Regions from separate parts of the Zea mays genome. Here region 1 is linked to region 2. A link is a contact called in public Hi-C data. All regions are on one chromosome and are shown on one strand. The core of a region is the stretch at or near the end of the contact, and the rest is flanking DNA. Distances in the headings are between cores, read along the strand shown. Region 1 holds the start of LOC542179 (U1 snRNP). Region 2 has its middle 34 kb from the start of LOC100216995.

Region 1 (2,700 bases), core at 117-2,616, 230 kb before region 2:
GTCGACCGTTGGGTGCAATTGACCGTTGCTCCGTTGGCTCACCGGACACTGTCTGGTGCACACCGGACAGTCCGGTGAATTATAGCGGAGCAACTCCCAAAGAATCCCGAGAGCGGCCAGTTCGCGAGTGCCTTGGCCTGGGCACCGGACAGTGTCCGGTGCGCCACTATCAGCACTAATGCTTGTCTTTGCTCTAAACTTTGTTGAGTTCATAACTTATTTTCTTTGTTGGTTTGTGTTGATTTTTAAGCACCTGAGATAAATAACAATTAGGCAAACTAGTTAGTCCACGTGGTTTGTGATGGACATCAAACACCAAAATCAATTATGGGAAATGATTAATCTCATTTCCCTTTCAGAAAAGGCTTAGGTTGGGGATCAAAAGGGAGGAGGGAGTTGTACCATCGCCGAGTAGGACAAGCTCAAAGGAGACGCCAGGCGGCCTCGAGTTCATTGGCGACAGCGAGGCGGGGTCTTTCACGACAGGCGGCCTCAAGCCCATAAGCACGTCGAGGTCTTCCATCGCGCGGCACCGCGATGAGTGCCGGGTAGAAGGACACTTGCGCGACGACGACGTGTGGGGGTGGGGGGTAGCGTGCGCATCTGGGTGGTGGGAGCGTGGCGGTCACGGACCTATGTGTGGGTGGGGAGCGCGGTAGCCACGGAGGCGGGGGCATGGTGTACTCAGTGTGGATGTCCACGCTCAGTCCTTATAGAGTAGTAGAGACTGGAAACTTCTGGACGCTAAAATTCTCCACTACAAATTATCATGTGTAAGAAAATTTTACCACACTTTTATAAACCATTTACGAATGAAACCAGTATAATAGGAGAAAGATCTTAGCATGCCCCTATTTGTTTCGGCTTCTGGCAGCTTCTGGCCACCAAAAGCTATTGCGGACTGCCAAACGCTCAGCTTTTCAGCCAGCTTCTATAGAATTCGTTGGGGCAAAAACCATCTAAAATCAACCTAAACACATAATCGGTTGAGTCGTTGTAATAGTAGGAATCCGTCACTTTCTAGATCCTGAGCCCTATGAACAACTTTATCTTTCTCCACACGTAATCGTAATGATACTCAGATACTTCCCACAGCCACATTCTCCCCATAGCCAGATTTTCAAGTTGGTCAGAAAAAAGCTGAACCAAACATGCCTCATAGATTGCCACATATATGGCTAGCCAAAACTATCTAATCTAGCAATGAAACTCGGGCAAGCGCGGCACCGAAAACAAGTCAGGGAGCAGACGTCCAAACAACCATCCGTTTCGTGTCCGTTGTGTCGGGACCCTGCCGCGTGGGCCACTTCACGGTCTTGACCTAGTCCCGTGCGTTCGTTGCTGGGCCGCCTCGACCGCAACAAAGACTACAGGGGGGAGACACATCTCTCCCCACCTCGCTTCGCACCTCTCCAGCCGCCGCCTCCTCCTTCGCCGGCGTCGACGATGGGTGACTATGGCCACGGCGGGGGGCAGATGCGGGGCAACCCGGACTCCCGCCCCAGGGGCCAGGGCCAGCGCCCTAACGTCCAGCAGCTCAAGCTCGTAAGCCACCGATCCCCTCGTCTCCCCTGCTAAACCCTAACCCTAGCTGCCTGATTCGTCTCTGATCCGTGGTTTGGTTTCACCTCGCTCGCAGATGGGGCAGATCCACCCGACGGGGCTCACGCCCAACCTGCTTAAGCTCTTCGAACCGCGTCCACCGCTCGAGTACAAGCCCCCGCTGGAGAAGCGCAAATTGCCGGCCTACACCGGTGAGTCGACGGATTTTGGGATTGTCTAGTAGATGTTTTCAAGGGTTTGCTCACCGATTGTTTGGTGTGGCTACTGATTTGGATGCAGGGATGGCACAATTTGTGTCGCACTTTGCTGAGCCCGAGGATCCAGAGTATGCTCCGCCAGTACCCAAGTGTGAGACCAGGGTATGTTTTTGTCTATATGCTGAGTGTCATAGGTTTGCCTGCTATCATATCTGTACAACGTTCTCTAATCAGACTTTGTGACTTGGTTTCTGAGGTAGTCGAATTACACCACAGTGCTAGTGTGCAACTGGATGGTGTGCCAAGTATTTTTCGTAAAGAATTACATATTGTTAGAACAGTAGCTTCCGAAACCTGCTTGTAGCACACGATATCTACTGAGCGCATGATATTTTGGGCATTTCTGGTCAACTTTAGTAGTTGCTTCTGCTACAAAAGCATGCATGGTTTGACTATGTTCTGGATTTTCAATGTTTTGAGATGATATCATGCATTCAACTGTGTGAAGGCATTGTCACATTTCTTTCTGCTGAGATCACATGGGCCTAAATCATTCTTGAACTGCACAAATTCTCTCTCTCTTAATAATGCATTGGATCATATCTTACTCAATTTTGGGGCATATCTTAGCATTGTTCTACCCTTTACTATTTTATTTTATCCTGCACCTGATTATTATATATATGCTCTATATATGCAGGCAGAGAAGAAGGCTAGAATTCGCAATAATAAGCTCGAGCAAGGCGCAGCTAAGGTTGCTGAAGAGCTTCAGAAGTGTACGTCCTTAGGGCATGGTGTCACCCCAATTATTTTAAAGTTATGGTTGTAATAACATCATTGTTCTGATTTGGTTTTATGCAGATGACCCACAAAGTGACCCCAATGCTACTGGAGATCCATACAAAACACTCTTTGTTGCTAGACTTGTAAGTAATTTTGC
Region 2 (2,700 bases), core at 43-2,542:
AGATGTGTGTCAACATATCAACAAAGAAGAATGGGAAGAGAACCTGGAAGCTTGATCAACACGTTTGCTTAGGAAAAGACGATAATATCCTTAGTTGATCTTGTAGTTCATATGTATAGGGTTGAGGGCATGACTGTAATTTTATACGAAGTTGTACACTAACTCAATAGTATAAATAGAGGTACAATGGCATACAAACATAGGTCATGGTGGGAGAGATCTGGATCGCTCTACCTACGAAGCTATGATTTCTTTACCTTCCTATCGTTATCTCAACCCCGAATGTATATTTGTAATAATTTGTAATCAAGAACAAATAATAAAGAAAATGTATAGTAATAACTTGTCTAGAGTACTTCTATTCTTTTATTTGGAGGCTTTTTTATTGCAATAATACTCTTCATTTAATCTATCTCATAAATAGATTGCATGGACGAAGACTTTTACTTCTAACTGTGTTTCCGTGTTTTAGTCCCCTGAGGGCTCAAAACAGGTGTCCAACAGAAGGTAACAGGACATAGCCATTGGTTACTTATCTTGCACACGACTCCCTCCGTTCTATAAAGTTCCATAAAAGTGTCATTTTCATTTTTCAAATATTTTTAACTTTGATCAAATATATGAGAATATATTGATATGTATAGTGTACAACTGGTATTACTAGATACGTCGCTGAATATTTAGTGTATAATAGGTAGCACTAGATATGCCACTAAATACACTTTTATAATAAACAAATTTAGAGATATAATGTAATTGCATTCTATATAAATTTAGTTAAACTTAAGAAAGTTTGACAAACACGAATCTCGTAGCAATACTTAATTTGGGACATATCGATTATTCTAGAACAATCAATCCTTATTGGAGCATCATTGTCGATTGCTCTATAGCCTAGTGATTAATTTTCACCACCTGGTCATAGGATTTAGATACTTGGCGGGATTATATGTCTCTCAATCCTCGTGCAACCAAACAAGTCCAGAAGGTTTAAAAACTCTTGACTATATATCATGTAGGCATGGTTGTCTAACCAGGCATTATATCCATCACTGAAACCCCATTTTACGCTCTTCCAAAATTTGAATAATTCCATTTGATTTTTAAATTTATTTTTGTCTATCTGGTAGCCTCTCTCTATCAACGTATATATAGGCATTGATAAAAAAACCAATAGCCCTTTACTTCAAAAAAAATAAAAAAAACCAATAGCGAATTGATGAGATGGAGAACGAACGATGAGGACACCAATGAATACGTGCGCTGACTGGTAGGTACATGAAGCACATGCCGTCCACCCACCTATGGTATCGTCGGTGCCTCGGTGCGTCGCCATCATGGAAAACGAACCTCTTGCAGGGGGCAAACTTTGGTATCTGTTGAGCAGCAATCAACGTACATGCATGATTGATCGAGCGGTCAAGCAATTTTGACAATTGTTGAAACACTTCTATCCACTTAATATTACATATCTCCACAACGTAAATGCAATTGGGCATTTCCTCTTTTATTTTATTTATATATAGAGAGAGTGTGTAAACCGTGAAAGGAAACATTTTGACCTGTTCTTCTCACCAATCATGCGAGCAACAGTACTTCGATTGGATGGATGCGCCAATAGATCAGGGACGCGTGGCGCCCCTGCCTGCGTTCTGGTGTCTCGTTTGAGTTTGCCGCCGACTACAAATAGCTTCATCTCCTACTCATTCGGAGTAACTGCGGAGTTGTGCTAGAACTACTACGAAAGCACGTGCCATGAGCCCCTGACGCCTACGACTACGGCATCGTCAAGCAGGCGCTCGTCCAACTTAAATCTCTACTACTCTATAAACACGGTGTGTAGGCATTCATACCGTGCGTCGTGGTTCTGCCTCCGTCACCCGTCAATCAAGTGAGTCCTCGTCGTGAATGTCTCCTCCCGCCCGCGACGACCTCGACAGCGAGCGCGGCGCTGCCGGCATCGACATGTCCCCCGACCGCGACGAGCAGTTCGCCAGCTACCACGTCCAAATCCCGGCCACGCCCGACAACCAGCCCATGGACCCGGCCATCTCCGCCCGCGTGGAGGAGCAGTACGTCTCCAACTCCCTCTTCACGGGCGGCTTCAACAGTATCACGCGCGCGCACCTCATGGACAAGGTCATCGACTCAGAGGCCAGCCGCCCACAGATGGCGGGGGCCAGGGGCTCCTCCTGCGCCGTCAACGGCTGCGACGCCAATGTCATGAGCGACGAGCGTGTTGACGACATCCTCCCCTATGAGTGCGACTTCAAAATCTGCGCCGAGTGCTTCGCCGACGCCGTCAAGAACGCTGGTGCCATCTGCCCCGGGTGCAAGGAGCCATACAAGAACATGGAGCTTGACGACGTCGTTGGCGCTGCCGCTGATGCCACAGCCGGGGGCAGGCCTACGCTCTCGCTGCCCTCGCCGCCTGGCGCCGTGAAGCGTCCCGATCCTTTTAGACTCAAATGTGATACAATTACTAGTCCCAGGAGGCTAGTGTTGGGGACCTTCGGCATCCGAAGGTCCTCAAAAACAGGATTTAACAGTATTTCTGGAGCATAATGTGTGAACAGGTATCTTCGGACTCAGGTCGGCATCACAGCAGACCAGAATAATACGAAGGTCGATACAGCGCCGAAGGTGTGAGCAGGAAAGCTTCGGCGTGACAGCAGAAAGTGGAACCGACTTAAAGATGAA

What was found. Hi-C and Micro-C count contacts between places; a contact is called where the count stands out from the background.
Region 1: a Hi-C map of leaf shows a contact between it and region 2, with 6 times the contacts expected there. The contact joins the promoter of LOC542179 here to the enhancer-like site in region 2. A contact is called at or near these places in 3 of 25 Hi-C or Micro-C datasets (bundle sheath, ear and leaf).

What each region holds. Positions count from the first base shown.
Region 1 is chr5:42,244,772-42,247,471 of Zm-B73-REFERENCE-NAM-5.0, reverse strand. LOC542179 (U1 snRNP) reads left to right here and starts at 1,366. Exons shown (of 10, transcript NM_001358412.1): 1 at 1,366-1,545; 2 at 1,640-1,754; 3 at 1,843-1,922; 4 at 2,461-2,536; 5 at 2,622-2,686. The coding sequence starts at 1,447.
Region 2 is chr5:42,014,768-42,017,467 of Zm-B73-REFERENCE-NAM-5.0, reverse strand. No RefSeq gene overlaps it. Among protein-coding and RNA genes, the nearest start is that of LOC100216995, 34 kb to the left of the region's middle. Within about 2 kb of position 1,292, at least 10 of the 20 cell types and tissues checked have an H3K27ac peak or open chromatin away from gene starts, as enhancers often do. A contact at or near this core is called in bundle sheath and leaf, where this site is marked.